Linked DNA regions of Mus musculus: all the other regions are linked to region 3. Evidence: chromatin contacts called from public Hi-C and HiCAR-type data. All regions are on one chromosome and are shown on one strand. The core of a region is the stretch at or near the end of the contact, and the rest is flanking DNA. Distances in the headings are between cores, read along the strand shown. Region 1 overlaps Sntb1 (syntrophin, basic 1). Region 2 holds the start of Col14a1 (collagen, type XIV, alpha 1). Region 3 holds the start of Wdyhv1 (WDYHV motif containing 1).

The links. Hi-C and Micro-C count contacts between places; a contact is called where the count stands out from the background. HiCAR-type assays count read pairs that join an accessible place to other places.
Region 1: a Hi-C map of B cells shows a contact between it and region 3, with 6 read pairs. The contact joins the enhancer-like site here to the promoter of Wdyhv1 in region 3. A contact is called at or near these places in 3 of 39 promoter capture datasets (hippocampal neurons, liver and pre-B cells), 1 of 484 Hi-C or Micro-C datasets (B cells) and 1 of 9 other capture datasets (liver).
Region 2: a HiCAR-type map of astrocytes shows a contact between it and region 3, with 6 times the contacts expected there. The contact joins the promoter of Col14a1 here to the promoter of Wdyhv1 in region 3. A contact is called at or near these places in 4 of 39 promoter capture datasets (embryonic stem cells, hippocampal neurons, liver and 1 more) and 1 of 115 datasets of contacts at active chromatin or transcription factors (astrocytes).

What each region holds. Positions count from the first base shown.
Region 1 is chr15:55,827,792-55,831,605 of GRCm38.p6, reverse strand. All of the region lies in intron 1 of Sntb1 (syntrophin, basic 1), which reads left to right. Among named protein-coding and RNA genes, the nearest start is that of Sntb1, 77 kb to the left of the region's middle. Within about 2 kb of position 2,440, at least 83 of the 459 cell types and tissues checked have an H3K27ac peak or open chromatin away from gene starts, as enhancers often do. A contact at or near this core is called in B cells and liver, where this site is marked.
Region 2 is chr15:55,305,935-55,310,042 of GRCm38.p6, reverse strand. Col14a1 (collagen, type XIV, alpha 1) reads right to left here and starts at 2,292. Exons shown (of 48, transcript NM_181277.4): 1 at 2,059-2,292.
Region 3 is chr15:58,139,444-58,143,076 of GRCm38.p6, reverse strand. Wdyhv1 (WDYHV motif containing 1) reads right to left here and starts at 1,711. Exons shown (of 6, transcript NM_029734.2): 1 at 1,496-1,711. The coding sequence starts at 1,584.

The DNA.
Region 1 (3,814 bases), core at 1,191-3,690, 2.3 Mb after region 3:
ACACCACCCTGGTGTTGTTGATAGATTTGTATTGGATGTTTGTTACATGTTCAGAAGGCTGCTTTCGTAGTCTCTGTGTCTGCCCTTTGACCTGATTTCATGGTGTTACAGGAGAAGAAGTTAGGATATTCAGGCTCTGTACAAAACTATGTTGGTGGGAAGAATGAATACAGCAAAGCAGGCTTTGCCTTAGATGCATATTCCCAGTTGCCATGGTGCATTTGTTCTGAGTGCTGATGATAAACTGGGCATGGCCTCTGTTCTGCTCTGTCAGCTTACTCAGGAAACAGTGAACTTTTCATTTCAGGCTCTTTCTTAAGCCTAGTTCTGGGTGATATTAACTATGATTATAGCTACATATAAATGATCTAAAATCAGCCTTAAGTTACTAATGCATGCATAGGATACATCATTCACAAGCTCCAGGTCTCAGTGTTAACCTACTTATCTCTTTGTGACCCACTCCCCATCTAGACCCATCCAGCCACAATTTCTAATTTCTTTCAGGTTCCTTCTAAACAACTGTACGTACTTGTCATTCAATACCTCGAATACAAATAAAATTTAAAAAAACAAATCTATCCATCATGTTGGGAATCATTTGTAAATTTAATTTTATTTAACGAATTAATTCACAAAGGCATCCGACAAGTAAGATTGGGCAGAAATCTCTCTGGTAATCATCCCATTGTAATGTTCAGAAAGATTTGTCCTAGGACTTAAGGCTCTACTCTATCATAGCTTCTCTGTGGTCAGGTGATATGGCAGAAAAAGCATCAACCCTGGATGGAGTCAAACTCACACAGAGTAGGCTGACCATTCACTGGCTTGATGATCTGCAAACCAAGAATAATGAGGGGTTATGACTCATCTCAGTGTTGAGCATTCAGTGAATTTGACTCCAGAATGGTGGAAACACCTGCTCTTTCCTGAATTTGGACCCTAGTAGTCATTAGGGCCTTCTGCAACCCAGCCACTCTTGTTGCAGTACTTGGTATACAGCAGGGAAATGTACCTGACAGACACTCTCCTGTTCTCTGAAAGTAGCGACCAGCGTTACTGCACACTGCTGCCACCCAGGCCCCTGCATGTATATAATCACAGCTTGGCAATCACATCATCTCTGTGTGCAGTTGCCATGATGATCATGATTTTAACGCTAGAAACTGGACAGTACAATAACTTGCTCACAGTCATCTTTCAGGTAAAGGGCAGGCCATAAATTGCACAGCATCTGCTTGCTTGTCCCTCACACTCCTTGCCTGCCTCTTGTGTGGATCAGATGTTCTTACTCTCCATCAGCATAGCCCTTGGACTCCATAGAAAAGAAAAGAAGTCGTGACTGTCAGCCTGCCTGGCACTTGTCCCCACAGATTTTAGCACACTTTAAGTTTATTGTATCTAATATAACGAGAGGAGGCTGACTTTGACCCACAGGCCACATAGTATTCATCCATGCTGTGCTGACCAGCAGGTAAATGTTTACTGAGTGGGATTTCTGTTCTCTCCCATGCCACTCTCCAGGAGAACCTCGATGCCTCTCAATCTATGGCTCACAGCAGGCTTGGTACAACTCCTGCAGTATAATGCCTAATAAAAAGAGAAAAAGCGTTGACTGGGAAGACTGGCAAATGTTATTTAAGCTGAAGAGGGCCACTACAGCTTGACTATTAGACCATTAGCATGGGTAACGCCGGGCTGTGGGTCTGCCAGCCTTCCAGTTTCAGATTGTTATGACTTTCTAATTGCCAAGCTTCTTCCCCAGTGCCAGAATGTGCCTCTTCAAACCCCAACTGCAAGTTCATTGTCGATTACAATCAGCTACATGCTCTCCTACATTGTGGATCTTTAATGGCTTTCATCCCGCACCACTGACAGAAACTCTCCAGATAATGGCTCTAATTCCTTTGAAAACTCATGTTTTTGCTTATGTACACCGGAAAAAACAAGCTCTGATACAATTGCTTTCCTTCTGCCGATTTTCCTTTTGACAATTATCTGAAGAGAGCCTATTTCAAAATACTTACATTATCTTTAATATTCTTGAAATACATTTATAAATTAATTTAGCTCTTTGAATAGTTGGGGAAATAGATATTTTAAAATTATATGTAATTGAAAGACAAGCTTAATTCATGAAGCATAGTTTTACCATAGTGTGCCTGGAGCAGATAGTGCTTGCCTTTTTGTAACAACAAATAGATCTCTGACCCAGAAAAAATTTCCACTCCATGGTCAACAATACCTCTTAGAAAGTCTACCAAGCTATAGATGATAACCACTGACCACTAAGCTAGTATCGTGTTTTTAAGTGACAGTTGATGTCTTAGGAATATATTCAGAATTGACTTTTTGAGGCTATGTGAAAACAGTCCTTACATAATGCTCTGCGTGATGTTTGCTTCTACAACACTAGTAGACAGAGGCAATACTTCCTGTTATGTACATGGGGGAAACCCACAGCCCTTAGTGAGTTGGGAGGGAGGGGTAGAGAGCACAAGATAGTGAGTACTGAACTCTCAAACTTCCCTCTCATCTCAGGCAGAACAGATGGATGGGAATGTACTACAGTCAGCATTTATAGCTCCTTAACTCCTTTAGTTTTCTTCTTTTTAAAATATAACAGTTACCTTATTGTAAGGAACTCACAAATAAAAACAACCCAAGGTTAAGTTAATGTAGACACTCAAATCCCCTCCTGGTCTCAGACTTTGTATATCTCAATAAACTTCTCTAGTTAGCAATAGCATTCTGAAGGTGTCTCCACACCAGCTCATTACTATACCCTTCCTACTCTTCTTTCTCTTCGGGCTTAACACTTTCACTATCAGTTACAGTTACCAGGAAAAAAAAACATGAAAGAATTGAAGTTACAAAAACAATTATACACACTTTCATGAATCCTGTGCCCAACCTTCTCCATCACCCTCTGTTACCCTGCCTTGTTTTCCCTTCTAGACATTATATAACATACACTGTGTACGTGTGCGTGTGCGTGTGTGTGTGTGTGTGTGTGTGTGTGTGTCTTCTGGGCATGCACCCAGGCAGTTCAGTAACCTATCATAGAGATATTTGCATTTCATGCTTATTGCTACTTTATTACTACAGCAAGGATCTATTAGTAGATAAATAGATAATGAAAATCTGGCATATAGAAAAATGAAATATTATTAAACTTTAAAGAAAAACAAAACCAGTAAATCCACATGAAAATAAATGGAATTCAAATACATAATACTATGTAGGGTTGCCTAATCTCAGAAAGAAAAAGACTACTATGTTCTCCTGTATATGCAGAGTCTTTACCTATAATATAGTGATAGATTTTTTTATACTATTAGGACCAGTGATCTAACTTACTATCGGTGTTGGAAGATATTGGCTTAGTAATAGTGAGGATTAGCTTAAGGTCACATTTTAGAGAGACCCTGCTGTGTGAGATAATGAAGTAGCTGCCTTAGGACAAGGGAATGGTGTTTTAGGTTTCCTTTCAGCCATTCAGGGCTCTAAAGTATTGAATGTTGTAGAACCTTCCCACCAGAGTGTCCTCTCTTCCTCGGCTGTGACTATTGCTGCCACAAACTGACTTCCTTTGATGGTTTCCCCACTGAGGGCTTCTCAAAAGGTGGAGTTAACGTGGAGTGAGAAGAGGATTAAGGTGCAGGTGGTTTATGCAGGACTTCAGCTCAAGAAGCAGAAGATTGACACAGGGATCCCTAGTCAAAGTAGGAAGGATGTAGTCATGAGCTGGTTGCCACTTTGGATGACTGCGACTGAGGAATACAACTGTTCAGGATACAGCTAGAGTAACGAC
Region 2 (4,108 bases), core at 1,043-3,542, 2.8 Mb after region 3:
TGAGCTGCCAAATATCCTTGCTTGGAGCCAAACTAACCTAACCCTAACCCTCTCTAGAAGAGCGGTAGGTGTTCTTAACCACTAAGCCATCTCCAGAAACCTAAAATAATTCTTAATTTGGGATGTGTACTGCACATTTTAAATATACTAAAAGCTCTTGAGTTATGCACTTTAAATGTGTGAATTGTGTCCTGTGTGAAATGATTATCAAGTAGACTGTTTACAACACAAACAAGGAACCAGGCATGGTGGCCTATGCCTGTAATGCCAGCACTGAGGGAACGAAGGCAAGAGGGTCCTAGAGTTCCTAGCCAGCGGGGGCTACCTGATGAGTTCCAGGCCAGTCATGGCACAACCTGTCACAACAAAATAAATAACAAAACAAACAAACCAACCAAATCAAACCATCAAAGAACTGTATTAGAAAATCTGGCATTGGGTCCAGGTGCAACAAAACCCCCTCCGTGTTATTCTCTTAACATCAGATCTAAATTCCATCTGTCCGACCCTCCATTCACCCACCCACCCATTTCTAATGTAATAGTGAGGCTACCTATAGAGGTGGAGTCCCTCTTCAGCAACAGAACACCCAATCTCTTTAGTGCAGCCACCCTGAGCCTGCTTGCTACTCCATCCTATAAAGAAGTGCCTTTGGTCCTTTGGTAGAAGCTGAGGCCAGGACCTCCAGTAACTGAAGATTGAGAAATCTCATTTTCTCCTAACCGTGGTGTCACAGAGGTCTTCCTCCTATTTCTCTTCCTACTGCTAGTGCTCCACTTTAACACTTGCTACCAGCAAACAACTCTGCAAGGCTTCCAGCAGAGTCAAAGCCAGGCAGTGGCGCGCGCACACACCTGCAATCCTGCACTTGGGAGGTGGAGACGGGAGGAATGTGAGCCCAAGGTCTCCTCCCTCTGTTCTGAAGAAAACTTTTAGACCAGCCTGAGCTACATACCACCCTGCCTAAATAAATAGATCTTTCTTTCTTGGAACTCCAGTCAGATCTAGAAGTCATGTTCCAGCAGTTGGCGGGGTTGGGGAGTTGGAAGCGGGGGAGGGAAGTGGGAGAGGGATTCATACCACTCTGAGAACTGCACGTGAGCATCTTCAGAGGTGCTCTTCAGGGCAAGTTAACAGCTCTCCTAGACCTTGCCTAAGCAACCCTGAGCACAAGACTAGCTACCCACTGAGCACCCAAGAACTCAGCACCAAGTTTGCATAATGACTCCAAACCGTGGCGGGTAACTAAGGTTACTTACTCGAAAGAATCACGGGGCTCCTCTAACCTAACCTAACCTAGCCCTGCTCCAGACTGTGCATACTGCATGCTAAAGCCCAACTTCTGCAGATGCTCCGGATGCCCACAAGCGGAACGCAAGAGGAGTTCGCAAAAATAAAAGGAAAAAAAAGTGAAGAAGGTTCCTGCAGCAGCTTAGCTTGGTGGTTCCCCTCAAAGCAGCAACACTGGGAGCTTGGTATCATTCTACTGTCTATGAACTCTCACTGGCTACCCCCCTTTCCGTGCAGAGCCTGGTCCACAGCTGCCCCGACGTGCAGCAACAGTCCAGTGAATGCTTGGATGCGTGTTCTCCAAGGACTGGTCTCCCGATCCACTGCCAAATAGAATCTAAACAGCGTTGTGCTCTGTGCGTACACGGTGCTTCCAAAAGACTCCCTAAGCCTTTACCAATTGAACTTGCTGGAGCCACCACTACAGAGCTGCCAAATGCAGCCAATTCCAGCCCGGCGCCCACCGCACACAGACACCATGGGAGGGAGGGATCCTCAGAGAGAAACGGAGGGCTCCTTTGCTGTCCACACACCCGTCGGTCACTAGGCGCGTTGCAATCTCTCTGCCCTGTGGTCCCCAGACAAGCATCTATCTGGGTGCACGGTCTCCTAGCTCACCCCTAAGGTCTCCGGCCACCCCGCGGGCACACTTGCAGTGGTTGGTCCTGGCAATCGCATCCGTCTGCAGGTGGCTCTCACTGGGGCTCTTTCTTCACCTATGAATTATGCAAAGCCGAGCGGGAAAACAGTAGGGAAAGACGAACTGACCTGTGCAGGGCAACGTTCCAGCCCAGGTTGGGGACCTCTTGGCGCCTAGGGAAGATTAGCCGCCGACTGGTTCTTAGCGAACCACTGCCCTGGCTCGCCTTCCCTCAGAGTACCCTTTCTCAATTAACTTCTCTTTCCTGTCGTTCACTCTGTCCTCTCCTTGTCCCTCTCCCGTCGCCTCCTGCCCTACAGAGCTTCCTTCCCCTCGCCTCTCACCCAGGATCAGATAAGAGGAAAGAAACCGCTGCGCGAGCCAATTATAAAGCCAAAGGTGGTGGCGGGGGGCGGGAAGTGGGGAGACAGACCCCCACTTTCCCTCCTCCTCTCTAGCATCCCCGCCCCGCTCGAGTTGCAGAGGAGCCCGCCCCACTCCTCCCAAGTTCAGCCCAAGGACTGGCAGCCGACCCAGGTGCGCGTGGCAGCCGGGTATAGAACGCAATTGAGGAGCCCCTGGGTCCTCCCCACCCCCACAACTAAAGCAGTGCCCTGTGCTCCCCCCCCCCCCATCAGAACCCCCGAGTCACTGGGAAATCTCCAGCACTCGTCCAGGCTCCATCCCCAAAGATGAGTTTTGCCTTCCCACAGTGGGTCCCCTCTCCCTTGCTCTTCAAGTCCTAGGGACCAGCACAGTCGCCAAGGGTAGACATTTATTCAACGGGAATCGACTGGAAGAATGCTAAATTGGAGGGTTTTCTTGGTCGTAGAAACAAAATATGGACAGTTTTATGCTGTTGGACCAGCAGATCTCCTTTCCCCATGCTCAGAGATTACAGTCAGTAGGTTTGAGCGAATCCGAAGGACCCATCGTCTATAAAACTCTGGGGACTCTGGTCTGTGCGGGCCACGCCCTTTGAGAAGTCCTGTTCTGGAATGGCTAGAGATGCTCAGAGCTCTTGGTGGCTGGGGACTGGATCTGAGTTCTTGTCCTCTGGGCGCTTTTTAAAAGGTCATCTTCCCATTTTGTGTCAGGTTAGCAAATGCCCAGGCGTCCAGTGTCACACCAGAAGTTGTCATCGGCTCAAATGGAGAGCGGGAGTTGCATACACGCCGACCATTTGTGAGAAAAGACCAAAATGACTGTGATTTTGATCAGTTCCAAGAGCAGGCGGTAGAGAATCAGTGAGAGGTACTCTCATACGTTCCCGAACCTGCCTCCAAAATGCCCTTCTGAGAGCACAGGAAGGGATGCGCTACACCATTCAAGGTGATTCCCGAGACCTCGAACCTTCCAAGCTTAGGCTTTCTTCAAATTTGCGTACTTCACTCCAAATGTTCTCCAAGTGGCCTCTCTGCGTAGTTTCTGAACTTCGCCTTAAAGTGAAAAGGATCGCTATAGCCTCCTCCCTGAGACCCCGAGTCGGGATCAGTCTTGGCTTCAACTCCGCCACAGAGAAAGAAGGCTGCTTTGCAGCTTGAAGATCCTTCTGTGCTTCATTAATGTGCGCTATTCGCCCGGGTCCCTCGGTAGTCGAACGCAAAGACTAAAAACCCGCACGCGGGACTGCCAGGGTGAGAGCGCCACCTGCCGCCTGCGTCGGCTTGGCGAACTGAAACAGACTTTTCTGGCAAGTAGGAGCCTGAATTCAAGGAGTATTTGTTCCTTGGATATATGTCCTTTCCAATGTTTTACTCCTCAAATGTCTATTATTATCCCCTTTTAATAATGTACCAAGGTGCTGGTGACCACTGTAAACACCGTTCTAAATCCCTTGGGGGAGGTAGTTAGGAGTTAGATATGATATGGGAGAGGTAGTGCATTATTTAATTATGAAAATCCAAAAATGGAAGACTCTCTGATGATCATAAAATAAGAAATACATGTATAAACAAGTATGCAGAAAGTTTTATTAGACTTTTAGACGGGGTTGACAGGAGGACTCCTGGCCAGCCATTCTAGCCTTATTATTGAGTTCCAGGTTCAGTGAGAGACTTGATCTCAAAAACTCAAATGGAGAATTAACTCGGCATTAACCTCTGGCTTACACAGGAATGCGCACTCACGCACACACACTTTTACAGTTTGTATTATAAAAGTCATATTTTTTATTGT
Region 3 (3,633 bases), core at 462-2,961:
AAAGTTTTCAGAATAGCAAGAAAAAGCTGTCTCAAGCAGACACAGAGAGAGCAGTCTAGAAAGCCACATCAGCGGAACATAGACCACCAGCATGGACCAACAATTTGACTTCAAGTAGTTTTCACTGCTCCCAAACACCCCTTCTTTCAGAAACCCGGTCCCAGCTGAGGCCAGTCCTTGGCACTGCCAGGAAATTTATCTACCTTGTTTACTGCTCTATCCTCTGTGCATAGAATCAACCAACATACATTTCACATCCCTACGAAATATTTACTAAATAAATGGAAGACACAGAGTAAATGTTCCAGATAAAAACTAGCAGGATTTGGAAACCAGGCGGAGCAGATCTATAATGCAACAGCTAAAAAAGAAGGACTCCCAACCACCATGTAGACTCCAGATCTCATTCCACTTAGTTGTGTGGTCTGGGACAAACCACAACCATTCTATAGTTCAGCCTTTGTAGTGTCAATAATTACCACAGAACCTGTCTCCAAGACATCGCTCTACCACCCCCTGTTCTCAATCTGTGGGTCATGGCGTTGAATATCAGATATTTACACTACGATTCTTAACAGTAGCAAAATTAGTTGTGAAATAGCAACGAAGTTTTTACAGCTGTGGGTCACCACAACAAGAAGATCTGTATTAAAGGGTCACAGCCCTGGAAGATTGAGAACCAGGGCAAGCACTTGGACTTGAGCTAAAGTGGTCACTGGTCAGTCACAGCTGAATGCTAAGTTCTTAGAGTCCTTGTTTGAGTGACCAGCTAGAGTTGAGAGGAGTCTATTTAAATGATCCTGAGGTTTCTCCTGAGTTGGGATAGCAGTCCCTACACAAAAGGAAGATGAGGCCTAGGGACAAAAAAGGCAAGGTGAACGGTGTTTGCACAAGCAGCCTAGGACACTAACCTCACAATCCCGGGGCCTTGTGTAAAACAGCAGCACACCCTTCAGTACCTCAGAGTTCTTCCAAGCTGCAATCACACCAGTACCTACCTCTTGGGATTACTGTGAGGTTCAACTGAGTTAATTTACACCATGCACGCAAAACAATGCCTAGCATATGGCAAGGATGGTGCAAATGCAACCATTATCATATGGCCAGTAAGGTAATGCCAGTAAGGTAATCAGGGTAGCCAGTTGCCTGAACTGGATTTCCTACTACCACAAATTCTGTGTCTCCATTGTCTTTAAAATTATAAAGACGTATACTTCAACCTGAATCAATGCAGACTTCAACAGTTACCATTGGGTCTCCAGCCTAACTCCCCTCCCTCCCTTGTCCCTATGCACTAAGACGCCCCGACTTCACCCCACTGCTCAGGCTCAGCTAAGGAGACCAGAAATGCGTTCCCCACCCTCCTCATCCCGGCGCTAAACCCGGGCAGTGTAGGCCAGCAGCAGCACTCAGGGGAGCATCCAGGAGAGGGGCGCATTGGTGGCGGCGCGCGAAACCGCGCAGATTCCCGGGGTCCGCGCCCGCGCTCTCTCACCAATAGCAGCTGTTGTAGACACATGCGTCCCGCGTAGGACAGACCGGCTGGTACTGCGGGGCCGTGGCGGCGGGGCCGTCCCCCTCCATGACCCGAAGCTGTGGCTCACAGGTCAACTAAACAACCCGCTGGCCGCAATTGTCGCCAGTCTCCCAGGAGGAGAGGACAACAGAGTAGGCGGCCAGGACAGTTTCCGGGTGGGAGAGCCGAGAGCCGGGTGGGCGGGGCCCCGTGCAGCGTGAGGGCGGAGCCCGGGATGACGAAGCCTGCGTGGTTCCGGGTGGGCGGGGCCTGAGAGAATGAGTGGGATCTGAGGGGGGTGGGGGTGGGGCGAGGCTGGTGGAGAGGGGGCTGGGAATGCGAATCTTAGGATGACTTGAACTGTGTAGTTCTTGCCAGGTTTTGCGTGGTGGGTGGAGCCTGTGGCAGAGCGGGATGCACTTAGAGGCTTCCCTCTCGCCCCGCCCCCCCCACCACCCGGACCCCAAACCGAACCTGTTCTTGAGCTACGCTGCGTAGACCTAGTCGCCCTCCCATGGAGGGATTGCTTGTGTTGTTGCCAGTGTTTAGATATGAGCTTCCGGATACACTTAAAACTCCAGCTAAGGTTGCCCGCTGTGTGAAACCAGAAGAAACTCTAAACTAAGAGATGCTTGGGCACGCACGAAAGCTGAACCTTTAGAGCAGGAACTGAGAAAGAAAGGCGAACGGGGGGGGGGGGGGGGGGTGTTAGTGCAGTGCACCCAGATCTCACCATATTGTAATTTAATTTCTTCTCATCTGGATCTCTCTCCCTCTCCGTGTGTGTGTGTGTATTTTAAAGAAAAAAAGTTTTAACCAGGTGTGGTGACAGACACCTAAAGTCCTTGCATGCAGGAGACTGAAGCAGGAGGATTGCTTCTAATGCAAGGTGATCCTAGACTACAAAAGAATTTTTCTTTTAAAAAAAAAAAGATTTAAAGAGTCTGGATAGCATTTTGTGTTAATCATATTTATTTTCAAAAGAGAAGACACCAAATTGCTAAAACAGTGTTTATGCATAGTGAATTAAAGACATAGAGAACTGTCTCTATAGACATCCCAGTCTCCTGTGTGTGCCTTAAGTGCTCAGAGAACCTCCCTGCAAACGCTGGACTTCTTAAGATTAGATTATAGGCCACCCACAGACTCTCAGCCTTCTGAGACCCCAACCCCATAAAGTGCTGTGCTGGTGGTATTCTGGTGAACTTCAGCTGCTGTCCAAAACCCATAAATCCTACAAACTAAACATGTGTTTGTGTCTGTTACCAATTTATTGTTTCAGCTTGAATACTCCCTTCAACAGAGGCTGGGAGGCAGGGAGTGGCAGTCATGAAGCCTCTCTTGGTTAGTACAAAGTGAGTGTGAAGTTAAGCTTTCTCAGTAGAAGGATGGAAAGAGATTGCAAGGGAAAGAGGATCCCTGCAGTTTCTAGAAGGGACCAGAGCTAGTTGTGTGATCATCCTGCCCTCCAGTGGAGTCAGCTCTGGACAGACACCAGAACTTGGGGAAGCCTGCTTGCAGTTGTGTGTGGACAGCAATGGCCTTCTGTCTTAATCAGGGTTTCTATTCCTGCACAAACATCATGACCGAGAAGCAAGGAAAAGCAAGTTGGGGAGGAAAGGGTTTATTCAGCTTACACTTTCACATTCCTGTTCATCACCAAAGGAAGTCAGGAAGCAGGAGCTGATGCAGAGGCCATGGAGGGATGTTACTTACTGGCTCGCTTCCCCTGCCTTGCTCAGCTTGCTTTCTTATAGAATCCAAGACTACCAGCCCAGGGATGGCATCACTCACAATGGGCCCTCTTCTGCCCTGGATCACTAATTGAGAAAACACCTTACAGCTGGATCTCACGGAGGCATTTCCTCAACCGAGGCTCCTTTCTCTGTGATAACTCCAGCCTGTGTCCAGTTGACACACAAAACCAGCCAGTACACCTTCTATCCTCTTTCCTCCCTCCATAGCACTTTTGCCCCAGGTGCTATGAGAATCAGCCCTGCTGCTTCTCAGACTCGCCCTCATCTGCCTCACACAACATCCAGCCCTACTCACCTACCCACACACACCATGGTCCACCCTTAAAGTCACAAGTATAGGGCTGGAGAGATGGCTTAGCA